2 separate regions of the Mus musculus genome follow, and region 2 is linked to region 1. Evidence: chromatin contacts called from public HiChIP or PLAC-seq data. All regions are on one chromosome and are shown on one strand. Each heading gives the region's core, a stretch centred on a gene start, on an enhancer-like site or on the middle of the called end of the contact. The rest is flanking DNA. Distances are from core to core; before and after follow the strand shown.

Evidence for each region. HiChIP or PLAC-seq counts read pairs in DNA pulled down with a chosen protein or histone mark.
Region 2: a contact with region 1 is called in an H3K27ac HiChIP or PLAC-seq map of trophoblast stem cells, with 11 read pairs. The contact joins two enhancer-like sites. A contact is called at or near these places in 1 of 115 datasets of contacts at active chromatin or transcription factors (trophoblast stem cells) and 2 of 9 other capture datasets (adipose tissue and liver).

Annotation. Positions count from the first base shown.
Region 1 is chr5:90,264,131-90,271,349 of GRCm38.p6, forward strand. It overlaps Ankrd17 (ankyrin repeat domain 17), which reads right to left. Exons shown (of 34, transcript NM_030886.2): 17 at 4,508-4,619; 18 at 4,202-4,347; 19 at 1,301-1,443; 20 at 497-710; 21 at 1-36. Among named protein-coding and RNA genes, the nearest start is that of Cox18, 44 kb to the left of the region's middle. Within about 2 kb of position 5,396, at least 3 of the 459 cell types and tissues checked have an H3K27ac peak or open chromatin away from gene starts, as enhancers often do. A contact at or near this core is called in trophoblast stem cells, where this site is marked.
Region 2 is chr5:90,379,554-90,385,911 of GRCm38.p6, forward strand. No RefSeq gene overlaps it. Among named protein-coding and RNA genes, the nearest start is that of Gm9958, 16 kb to the left of the region's middle. Within about 2 kb of position 3,993, at least 33 of the 459 cell types and tissues checked have an H3K27ac peak or open chromatin away from gene starts, as enhancers often do. A contact at or near this core is called in trophoblast stem cells, where this site is marked.

The sequences.
Region 1 (7,219 bases), core at 4,146-6,645:
ACCAGACGCTGCTTCCATTAATGGTGTGAGGCCAGTCTAGGTTTAATGGAAAATAAATAAATAAAAAAAAAAACAATAAAAAAAAACAAACTATGGAAGAGACCAGAAACAGCCAAAATGTTAACAATCTGAGGGAACAATATGGTATAGTTTCCACATATCCATAAATATCTGTACTGATACTTGTTTGAGTTACAGCTAATTAAAACTTTAATTCTACCTAAAATTAGTGGAATAGAATCTGTACAAGATACAAGTTCGTTGATGTGAATGACACTTCATAACGTATCCTGACCTTTACAAAACCACATTATTTTCAGCTAATAACTTATTAGTACCTTTAAAAAAATGTATGCCCGCGCATTTGCATGAGGCTAGAAAGTAATGAAATCATAACCTCTAAAATAAACCTATTTTCCTTCTTTAAAATTATTTTCTTAGATATTTTGTCACAGTACCTAAGAGTAAACACTATAAATTTCAGTATTTTTCTTACCTTAGCCCTATGTTCAACATTTGCTTTTCGATCAAGCAGAAGGCTAACCACTTCAGTTCTTCCTTGGAAGCAGGCTAATGTAAGGGCAGTGTTCCGATTGGTTTCTATCTGAGCATTTATGTCAGAGCCCATGTCTAAAAGGAGCTTAACTGCAGCTGTATGCCCATTCATAGCTGCCAACATCAGTGGAGAAATGCCCAATTTGCTGCCAGTTCTAGGATTAAAAAGTATGAGAGAACAAAATGAAAAAAACTTTGTGTCACAGCAGAGGTATAGCAAAGATTAAAAAAACCTGAATATAAAATTTTCCTGCATTTTTTTGAGACAGACTAACTAGCTACGGTAGCTCAAAATGACCTGAATTCCTGATTTTCTTGATTCAACCTCCCAAAATGCTTTGATGACAGGAATGGATCACCCACCCAGTCTGGCTAAACTCTTGATTCTATAGGATTACTTAAAATTTTAACTACCTTTATGAGCCCTTGCATCTTTTGAGATACTATTAAAACTTCCTCAGAGAACTCTTAGTAGATGGCATATAATAACTAGCTAGGGAATAAATTCTCCATCCTATGATGATGAACCAAATATTTACCTGTTTCAGAATAATGCCTTTAGTACCCTAAGAAACAGCAGTTTGTATTTTTCAGTTATGTCAACATTTTAAAATATTTGAATAAAACCTATCTTAAATTTTTATTTCAAATTATAAAAAAACTGTTTAAACCACTAAAACAGCATTCTCCAAAGATTTATAGCACAATATTCTTAATGAAATTTCTATAGACAAGTAAAGCTTGCCTTGAATTGATCTCAGCTCCTGCATTTAGCAGTATTTTGATGATGTTCACATAGCCACCAGAAGCAGCCAGGCTTAGAGGTGTATAATCAGAAACATTCCTGTGTTCTTTATTTGCACCGCGAGCTAACAACAACTCCACCACCTAAAGGAGGGAAAAAAAGGTAGACTATGTTTTCTAAAGATAATGATAATTTTAGATGTATCTTTCCGGTTTCTGTTATATAAGGAAATAAGTTCTTTCATTCTTACAGCCTCAGATGACAACAGCCTTATAAAGAGCTCACAGAAGATTCAAACCCCAAAAGTTTGGGAGAATATTCAGAAATGAGTACTTTTGTTATTTCTATATTTACAAAAATAATTATCCAAGATCCATTTTATCTACACACATGAATCACTTCAAGCACTCCTCTTTTTTGGACATGGTGATTACCATGCAGGCCAGGCTGATAATGGATAAGATGTGACTGCCTCTCAGGCCTGAGCACTGGGACTAATGGCAATCTGTATGGTGGTTTTTGTTGTCGTTGTTGTTAAGCAAACAGAAGAGTTGAAAATTGTTTTCCATATATTGGCAACCTAAATAACCTTAATATATTAGTCTGTGCCTGTGGGCACAGCACTAAATCTTAACTACTAATAGTTGTCTTGGATGTATAATTCTCTAAGATGCAGCTGGAATTATTCCAAGAGCAGTTAGAAATAACTCCATCAACAATGCAGGAGCTAAGGCTGACACTACTGCTGGGACTCAAGTGCACTTTTCTCTGAGAGCCAAATGTTGAGTATCAAGAGCTTTTTGGCCATTCAGAGACGTGTCTGTTAAAGCCCATTTATTTAGATAAAGATATAGATTACTTTCATTAAAGCCAGCAAGAGTAAGTGGCTTTCATTTTTTTTTTTTTTTTGTATGGTTGCACATATGCAGCCTCATAAGGAAGGTGGCAGAGAGCAGAAGCAACTTTCATTAGTTGGTTCTCAGTTTCCATCTCACTGAGGCAGAGAGTCTCTTGTGCACTTTGACACAATGAGCTATTTTTCTGTTTTGTTTTGTTTCTTTCTTTTTCTTATAAAATTTGTTAGCCGGGCGTGGTGGCGCACGCCTTTAATCCCAGCACTCGGGAGGCAGAGGCAGGCGGATTTCTGAGTTCGAGGCCAGCCTGGTCTACAAAGTGAGCTCCAGGACAGCCAGGGCTATACAGAGAAACCCTGTCTCGAAAAACCAAAAAAAAACCCAAAAAAAAAAAAAAAAATTTGTTAATCAGCATGTGTGTGGGAAATCATAAGTCAGGCTGCGGCAAGTCGCTTTGTATGCTGGCCTAGCCATAAGCCTACTCTGCATTACTTTAATGGAGTGTTTTATTGTATAGCCATGACCTAGGACTATATAGGCTAAGCTTACATTAATTCTTCTACTTTTCCTCCCAAGTCCAGGGATTACAAGCATATGCCAATAACAGGCACAAAGCATATCTGTTTTAAATATTTTGAGTGTTCTACAGTACCTATCACAGGACAAATGTGTGCAAATTCTAAATCTCATTATGTAAAGGCAATGTTCTTGTAATTTTATATTGATTTTTCCAGATCATACTAATTATTTCAAAATACCTGTTGTAATGATACCAAATAAGAGCAATGTGTTTATAGGCAAGAGTTTTCCATCAGAAGTAACTTATATCTTGGTTATGCTTTGATGTATATTAAGTTGAAACCCAATGCCTTAAACATGCTAATCAATCATATTTATTAATAAGTTTACCTCTAGCCCACCTGTTTTTTTTTGTTGTAAATAACCCAAAAAAGTATGTCCTATTGTTTTAAAATCAAGGAAATTAATTTACATTTCTCTGGTTTAAAAATAAAATATCTGTTAATTTGTGAAAGTAGTATTTAAAGCTAACTCATGATTAGGACTTATAGAAGACTTAACTGCAAAATTTTCTGCCACTGAACTTCTATCTGGAATGGATATTTCAAGCTAAATCATGATTAGGAATTGACAGGAAGCTACTGTGGAGGTGTGAATAGCAATAGCCCCCATAGGCTCCTACACTGAATGCCTGGTCATAAGGGAGCAGTGCTTCTTGAGAGGGGTCAGGTGGTGTGGCCTTTGCTGGATGAAGTATGTCACTCAGGGTAGGCTTTCAAGTTTCCAAAGCCCACACCAAACCCAGAGTCTCTCAGAAATGAGCTCCTACAGCTTCGAATGCTGCCATGACCATAATGGACGAAACCTCTGAAACTGTTAAGGTAGTCCACAACTGAAATGTCTTCTTTTATAATAGCTGTAGTCTCTTCACAGCATTAGTACACTAAGACAAAAGTTTTTGGTTTTTGGTTTTGTTGGTTTTGTTATGTGCACTGTCTCCATGGGTGGACTACAGCTCTCTACAAAGACCAAGTTGATCTACAAGCCTGAGATTTGCCTTCCTCTACTTACAGAGTACTAATATTAAAGATACAAGCCATCACACGCTCCTGATTTTTCAATGGATAGAAATTGTAACACCGTCTAGATTTAACATTGGATAGAATTTGTGTTGTGTGTGAGCATGTGCAGCAGCGAGAACGGGGGAGGTCAAAGGAAAACTTCAGAAAGCCTCTCTCCCCTCCTGCCTGGAGATCTGGAGTCCTCAGGCGGGCTCAACAAGCCTTTTACACTGAACAGGAAACTACATGGATGACAGGGCAATTTCTAAATCTAAAACTGGAAAGTTGTGACTCCAAAAAGATAGTATAACTGGTGTATTTAACCTGTTTCCCCTATACAATATATGACTTTTCTCGGAACATTGTATTAACCGTATTCCTATACAGTAATTTCAATAAATCAGGCAAATATTTTCCTATATGGAAAACAAATATATGAGTTCATATTTGCTAAAGAGAAAAGTTACCTCCTGCCTGCCCCCAGAACAAGCCAAGGACAGTGGTGTGTCCTTGGTTCTTTCTGACTGGGCTTCAATGTCTGCACCATTGTCCAGCAATATCTCTACAACACCAACATGACCAGCTGTAGCAGCCAAGATGAGTGGAGTAAAACCTGGGGAAAGAAAAAGATCATCTTACTATATGTTAAGCAAAGAACCAGTAACAACTCTTTTCCAATACACCTAAGCACCAATACTTGGCTATAAGCTGTTGATAAATACATAGTTTCTATAAACATTCCATAAAGAAAAACTGACAAAAATAAGGGCTACCTTTCTTGTCTCGATGTTCAATACTAGCTCCTCTCTCTAGTAGTGTTTGTACCAGTTCCTCATGGCCACCAGCACAGGCAAGTGTTAGTGCAGTATCATGATTACTCTCAGTCTGTTAAAAAAAAAAAAAAGAGATCAGTTTAGTTTATCTGAATACTTTCCAGTGTTAATGAGAAGCACAAAGATACATATGTACCACTCTATTATGTGAGGACATCAAAATCTGTGGTCCATGCTAGGTTGGAATGTACAATATCCTGCCTCAGGCCTCCTCAAGTACTAGGATGCTATGTGGTTTACTAACAACTCTTCTATCAATGACTAGCCAAACTATGGTTTGTTTTTCTTTTAGGGTGGTGATTCTGAAACTTCATAGCTCAGATTTGCCTTAGTTCAGGATGACCTTGAACTCTTTTTCATTGCGATCATCACCACTGGAGTGCTGAAATTAGAAGCCTCTTCCATATGCTAGCTTCAGTGACTTACATAGTACAAAGGCTACTAAAACATTATATTCACTATTTTTAAATAACATTGTTTAAATTTTTGAGATGGAACATCACTGTACTAGGTTGGTTTTGAACTTTTATCATTCCTTCCTTTATCCTCTGCCTCTTTACTATTAGAATTTATAGAGCGGTGTCACCATACCTGGTCTATAATTTATATGCTATATATATATACATATGTTATACATATATAAAATATACACACACATATATAGACGTGCATACATGCACAAACCTTCACATACACACTAGTTGAGATATGGGTAGATAGGTGGTTCCAAAGGAAAAAATGCGGAGAAATGCAAATGTAGGAATGGCAGGTAGCCAGAGCCTAGCTGAAAATAGAGTCTAAAGAGGAAAGGACTACAGAGAGAGTGCTCTGAAGATCAGCAGAGAATTCTTCTGATGGCTTCAGGCGATTTTCACTAGCCTGTGTACATGAGGAAATAATCATCGAGAACGAAAAACCAGCAGAAAAGATCAGGTATAACATTGAGAATGGGAACAAAAGGTTAGGAATAGAGGACTACTAGTTAGAGCAGAAAAATTTACAGCATACAAGATGAAGACTCCTCCATACAGAGACCAAGTTGGTTGTTTTGACATCCCCTTCCCTGCCACAAACCACCCCAAGCTAAAAGCCTTAAAATTTAAAGAATGTAGCAGGCATAGTTTCACATGCCTTTAATCCCAGTGCTTGGGAGGCAGAGGCAGAGCCAGTTCCACAAAGAAACTCTGCTTTGAAAAAGAAAAAAACCCAAAACAATTGTTTTCAAGTAACCTAATTGTAAATAAAGGCCCTAAATTCTTTAAGAGATAAAACACGTGAAACACACTGTATTTTGAAAACTGAAGGCTAATCATGCTATTAACTTCTGGAGTAATGTGTGAATACTAACAGATTCACAACCCTTTTTTTTTCTTTTTGAGACAGGATCTTACTCACTTATGAATGCTGTGAATACAGCTGAATGCCACTGTACCTGGCTTTTGAGATAGGGTCTTACTATAGCTCTTGGGGGCCTGGAATATTCTTTGTGACTCAGGTTGGCCTCAAACTCAGAAAACTGCCTGGTTCGGTTTGCAAAGCATTTTTTAACTTAACCAGTCTGACTAAAACATTGCAAAATGTTTTAGGTAGTCTGAAAAAAATGAAGATGTGAATGTACTTTTTCCACTATGTAGTTGGATTTAAATATAAATAAAAGTATTTCCAAAAGAAATCCATGTATAAAATTGAGAAGTCTGACAAGCTCACAAACTGGGTAAGAGGAGCCTCTGTAATGGGGTCTTTCAATACGAAAACCATTCTCAGGTGATAAACTGACCATGTGCTTTGCAATCCTTTAAGTCATGCTTTGAGACAGGGTCTATGTAGTCCTCTCTTGGAACTCTATATGTAAACAGGGCTGGTCTTGAACTTACAGAGATCTGCCTGCCTCTGCCTCCCAATGTATTATGGTGGGTTTTCTTTGGGGGACTGGCCTCACTCTGAAGACAGACACGACTTGCTTCCTGAGTACTGAGATTAAAGCTATGTGTCATCATGCATGGCTCTTCTTGTTTTTTAACACAGTAATTAAAAATGTTCTAAATTATGTGTCTCTACTTTCCTTTGTGGTTTCTTTGTTCTGACATTTGTCTTGCTATGTAGCTAAAGCTGGCCTGGGAACTCACAATCCCACCTGAACTCAGTAAGAGTAGAATCACTGTCATATGCAACTGTATCAGGCTAGCTCCATTTCATCTTAAAAGATGTTTATATTCTATTACCATAGTGTTTATCTATCCACAGATGATTTAAAAAATTGTCTTTGTTATGCTTGTTTTTGAGAGGCTCTCACTATATATAGTCCAGACTAGCATTGAATTCAGAGATCTGTGCATGCATAGGGATTAAAGACTTGGTGCCCATGGAACTCTTAAAAAGCTAAGGAACTTATGCTGTTTTCTCTTTTTTGTTCAGGAAACATCAATGGAATGTTCAATGAATGACAATAGCTGTAAAAAAGTCACATAACCAAAGACTTACTAATACAGATTTATATAAAATATTTATGTTCTTCTACACTAATATTTACATAATAAAAGCCTCCTAGTAACTATAAGTGCCAAATTCCATTACAAAAAAACTAAAAACAAGACAAAAAGTGTAACTGATCAAGAGTCAAGAAATGAGAAAAATCCTATTAGTCAGTGATGG
Region 2 (6,358 bases), core at 2,743-5,242, 110 kb after region 1:
TCAGGGAAGCCATCCTAAGCTTCCCCCAGTAAGTTGTATATATTAGTTAGATTTCCTTACTGTAATGAAAAGCCTAGCAGAGGCTAACTTTTGAAAGGAAAGAGGTTTATGGCTCACAGATTTTGAGACCAGACAACTCCACGCTCCAGGCAGTTTAACCTATAATGACAGCCCTGTTGGCGATAACACATCACAGCTGATTGGGTTGTACTAGGGACATGTATGGTAACAAGAAATCACATCACAGAACTGGAAGCCATGGGAGCTCTGGGCTGTCACAAGTGTTTCCAAGGACTTTGGGTTAACCCACAAATCTCTCACTGTGTCTCACCTTTTAAAATCATACCTCCCAGTATTCTTTAAGGCCAGGGAGCAGCTCAAGACATGAAACTTCTCTAGACAAGCACACACAGTATTCAAAACATAGCATGATGATTTTATGCTTGCCCTTAACCTTTAAAATCAACACTGACATTGAGATGCTATAATATACTGAATAATTTCTGAGGCTCCTGCAAGTTGTAAAATTTCTGTGCATAAAAAATCCAACACATATTACCAAAACCAAACCAAACCAAACCAACCCCTAAAATGTCATTTTGAAAGAATATGTTTGTGAAGATAATATAGGAATTTAGTTAATTTATTTGAATGGGATCTAGTTGCATGTAACATTCTATGAAGACTTCATCTGAAATTAAATGTTGATATTTATACATACTTCATTTACAATTCACTTATATAAAATAGTCATAAGGACTAAAGAATGGATATAGAACCAATCCACTCCTCTAGAAACTTAAGATGAATTTAGTGAAATCCAAGCTGACAAATAGAAAATGTTAGCTAAGTTTGCAGATAATGAGTGTATTTAAATAAATATAGTTCCCATTTTTGCTACTATCGGAAGGTTTGGGACAAGTTAGGCAGCATACCAGGCAATGAAGTTTACCAGATCCAGATGTAATTAATCGGGTAGATTAATCTGAAACTTTTAGAAGAAAAATGAAGCACAAGTTAGGGACAAGTGATTGACTGAAGAAAATGTATAAAGGTCAAGTGGTTGAAATGTTGTCGATGTGAAGAGTCAGTGTTGGAGGTTGGAGAAAAGACCAGGAGACAATGGCAAGTCATGAGCTGAGTCCATGCAAGCAGACAATAAGGAAAGACCATAATCAATCTAGAGCACTTAATGCTCTACAAGTGAGGGGCCAGACAGCCTGAAGCTGTCCATATTACACAGAAGTCAGTAGTGACTATGTAGGTCTGATTCTAGGGAACCGGTTAGAGAACACGATTAGATTTTCCAGGGTTTCCCCTGGACATTCTTACATTCTCTTTGGAAAGAGTCTCTCAATCTCTCTCAATTTCTCTCTCTCTTTCTCTCTTTCTCATTCTCTCTCTCTCTCTCTCTCTCTCTCTCTCTCTCTCTCTCTCTCACACACACACACACACACACACATTCTCTCTCTCATCTCATTTCCCCCCTCCGTCTCTCTTCTCTTCTCTTCTCTTCTCTTCTCTTCTCTTCTCTTCTCTTCTCTTCTCTTCTCTTCTCTTCTCTTCTCTCTCTCTCTCTCTCTCTCCTTTTACACTCTTACATATTTATTTTTACTCTAGTCACAATAGCTAAGGTAAGAAATGAGCCTAGATGTCTTTCAAGAGATGGATGGATACACAGTGGAAGTTTATTCAGCTCTAAGCAAAGATAGAATGATGTCATTTCTAGGAAAATGTCTAGAACTAGAGATAACTGTGCTAGGCAAAACAAGCCAAACCCAGAAAGGCAAATCCCACTTTTCTCCTAATATCCAGAGTCTAGACAGGAATATATATTAATATAAGAGGAGTTGGAGTGGTCTAAAGGAACTGGGGGTATATAATGGGAAAACAAAAATGCAAATATAATTTTTCTCATATCCAGAAAATATATATGAGAAAGGAAATCAGAAAGGGGAGTTTGTGTTCCAATTGTGTGCTGTAAGTTAGCAAGACCTGGCACGTCACCCAGGCACTTGACTGCTATGGTCTTCTCGTAAGGATTACTATTCATGGGCCTCCTCCTTCCATGTTCGCACTCACTGAGCCTGCAGACATCTGGAGTCTGCCTCTGGCTCCACTCCAGATCTATAGCTGTGCTCTTGTCCTTTTCACTAGACTTGGCAGTATTTGGTTTCCTGTTTTTGATTCTTGGCTTGCTCAAAAAATGTACCAATGGTCACTCTCACTCCAAAGCACTTTATTTTTACGATTCTGCAAGGAGGCAGCACCCACCTCTGGTCAGGAGCCACACTGACTCTCTCAAAATCAGTGGGCCGTACATGAAGATTCTCATCAGTAGTTATTCATATAGTTTTACTTTATTAATACCATTCTCATAGATGCAATGGCAAAGTCCAGATCACTGCTCACTGTTTTTGTTTGTTTGATTGATTCTTGGGGTTTTTTTGTTGTTGTTGTTGTTGTTTGTTTTTTGCTTCTCTTCAGTATTCAGAGTAGGTTGCAAAGGCACTGGATTCCTAGTGAAGAGCTAGAGCTATTACAATAAATCTAGGATATCTATATCTATATCTATATCTATCCTCAAAGTGAAGAGTTTCTGTTTTACAAATCAAGCAACTCATTATTGTATAGATTAAGGAACAGTCCTGAGCACTGGGTAGCTGCTGTGAGTGGAATCACAGAGTCTGAATCATCTTCTTCATCTTCAAGAGTAGTGAGCTAAATTTTTCAGGTATTCAAGAGACACTTATTGAGAACCTACCATGTATGTACTAATTATGGGACTAGAACTTGATACAACAGTGAACAAAATCAGGCCTGGGCCCTGATGTGCCTAAAGCTTAAATCATGCCAGTGCCAAAGAATGAAAAGAGGTTGTTATTCTCACTACTTCAGAGAACTATGGAGATCATGTTGCCAGGTGGGTCTAAGAAGCAAGCAAAGGCTAATCAGAGGGCCTAGAAGAATGGCTCACCAGTTGGAGTGTTTACTGCTCTGCCAGAAGATCACAGTTCAGATCCCAGGGCTAATGTCATGTGGCTTACAACCCCCTATAACTACCACTCCAAGGGATCTGCTATCCTTCTGACTTCCAGGGGCACAAGTATGCATGCAGAACATACACACACACACACACACACACACACACACACACACACACACCATAAAATGAATTAAAAGGACAGTCATAGAGTGGTATTGTAAGGATTTCTATCTTTATTCAAAGAAAGGTACACTGGGAAGGAGATGTATTTCAGAGCATGCTATGATCTGTGCTTTGAAGATGTTAGTTGCCTCTGTGGAAGTAGCCCAAAGGACACATGTCTACTAGCTGGAGGCTAACTTGGTAGATCCAAGAAAGATACTATGCTGTCTTAGACCATTACCTAAGCAGGGAGGTCAGTAGCAGTGGTGGAATTCAAGTAAAATGTAGAAGTGAGTTAATAAGGCTTACTGATTGGTTAGAGATAGACTATAATACTGCTCAAATTATGGATGCTTCAACTAGCCAGTCACTTTATAAAAATGCTCACCTCTCAAGCTTTGCTAAGAAAATGAAAGTCATCAGAGAAAACCTTCTTTCTTACCTGTCCACAGTTCTGCCCTTAAAAGGGGCTGAGGGAAGGTTGTGTCTTCAAGGGAGAGAGTGCTTACAGTTAAAGTAAGAGAACAGAGGACAAGCTCAGACATGTTTCTAAAGGTGATCCGGAGACTGTTGCATGTAGTTTTACTCTCTACCCACTGTGGCCCTGGGAAGGTGGCCCCCTACTGGAGATATCTCTGTAAGACTTGGCTGCCATTCTTAGCTCCTTACTTAAGTCTGGAAGACAGAGGACATGTCTATTGATCTGCAAAAAGGAAATGCAAGAAAATGATAAGAAGTGGTGAGTGGGAAATACTTTGTCAAACAAGGCAAGTACTGGTGAAAGGTACAGGAAAAACATTTTAAGGACTTGTGGCTAGATACTGAAATCAGCTGATCTTCTAGTAGAAGGCTTGCTTACTCACTGTGTATCAACATTGGAGACTTGTGTGGTGCCAGGTGGTGGCAGCTATACAAACGGTAGAAACTTTGTATCCAGGGATGTCCATACCTGCTTTGAGTCATTTTGGATCTCCTCCAGGATCTGGCTTGTATCAAAGATAGTGGTGTACTATGCATAAAGAAAACCAATGGGAATTGTGTCTATATTTTCTGATTTGAAAAAAGGGTACATAAAACTTTTACTATACAGCTAATTTCCCTGTAAGATTGATGACTAAGACATATGACTTATCAACTCTATAACTGTGACCATTTTCTTTCTAAGAAAATGAAGGAAGAAAATCTCTCTCACATTAGTTATAAAAAAAATACCTAGAAATAAACTTAACCAAGGAGGTGAAAGTTCTTTACACAGAAAACTTTAAGATGTTGAAAGAAAAATTAATGAAGACACTAGAAGGTAAGAAGCTCTCCTTTGTTCATGGATAGGCAGAATTAATATAATGAAATAAGCTAAAAGCTAACTACAGATTCAGTGAAATCCCATTAAAGTCCTAATGCCATTTATTTTTTTTTCACAGAGTTAGAAACAAATTTCAAAACTCACATGGAAACACAGAAACTCTAAATAGCTAACACAATCCTAAGCAGAAAAAAAAACACTGGATCGCAATACCCAATCTCAAAGTATTCTACAGAGCCATAGTGACAAAAACAGAATGATTCTGACACATAAGGCAACATACCAAGCAAAAGATCAGAATAGAAGATCCAATCCCCTTTCCCAAAAATAGAACAGGGCCTAGAGTGAGTGGTTGGAGTGTCTATGTAAGTGAGCTCCAGAACAGCCAGAGATACACAGTAAGATCCTGTCTCTACAAACAAACAAACAAACAACAACAACAAACCCAAATACAATAAAATAAACCCCTCCAGAAAACCAAATAACCCTATTAAAATGGGGTACAGAGGTAAACAAAGAATTCTTAACTGAGGAATGGCTGAGAAGCACCTAAAAAAAATGTTCAACCTCCTTAATCATCAGGGAAATGCAAATCAAGACAACCCTTGAGATTCCACCTCACACCAGTCAGAATGGCTAAGATCAAAAACTCAGGTGACAGCAGATGCTGGCAAGGATGTGGAGAAAGAGGAACATTCCTCCATTGCTGGTGGGATTGCGAGCTGGTACAACCACTCTGGAAATCAGTTTGGCTGTTCCTCAGAAAACTGCACATAGTACTACCAGAAGATCCAGCAGTACCACTCCTGGGCATATACCCAGAAGATGTTCCAACTTGTAATAGGGACACATGCTCCACTATGTTCATAGCAGCCTTATTTATAATAGCCAGAGGCTGGAAGGAACCCAAATGTCCCTCAACAGAGAAATGGATACAGAAAATGTGGTACATTTACACAATGGAGTACTACACAGCTATTAAAAACAATGAATTCATGAAATTATTAGACAAATGGATGGGTCTGGAGGATATTATCTTGAGTAAGGTAACCAAACCACAAAAGAACACACATGATATGCACTCACTGATAAGTGGATATTAGCCCAGAAGCTCAGAATACCCAAGATACAATTTACAAAACATATAAAACTCAAGAAGGAAAACCAAAGTGTGGATACTTCGATCCTTCTTAGAAGGGGAAACAGGATACCCATGGAAGGTGTTACAGAGACAAAGTGTGGAGCAGAGACTAAAGGAATGACCATCCAGAGACTGCCCCACCTTGGGATCCATCCCATAAACAACCACCAAACCCAGACACTATTGCAGATGCCAACAAGATTTTTTTTGACAGGAGCCTGATATACCTGTTTCCTGAGAGGCTCTGCCAGTGCCTGGCAAATACAGAAGTGTGTGCTTACCGTCATCCATTGGACAGAGCACAGGGTCCTCAATGGAGGAGCTAGAGAAAGTACTCAAGGAGCTAACGGTGTCTGTAACTCTATAGGAGGAACAACAATATGAACTAACCATTACCCTCCAGAACTTGTGTCTCTAGTTGCATATGTAGCAGAGGATGGCCTAGTAGGCCATCAATGGGAGGAGAGGCCCTTGGCTTTGGGAAGGTTCTATGCCCCAGGGACAGGAAGCAGGAGTGGGTGGATTGGGGAGCAGTGGGAGAGGGGAGAGGATAGGGGATTTTCAGAGGGGAAACTAGGAAAAGGAATAACATTTGAAATGTAAATAAAGAAAATATCTAATAAAAAAAGAAAGAAAGGCTGGGCATGGTGGCGCCCTTATTCCCAGCACTCAGGAGACAGAGGCAGGCAGATTTCTGAGTTTGAGGCCAGCCTGGTCTACAAAGTGAGTTCTAGGACAGCCAGGGCTATGTAGAGAAACCATGTCT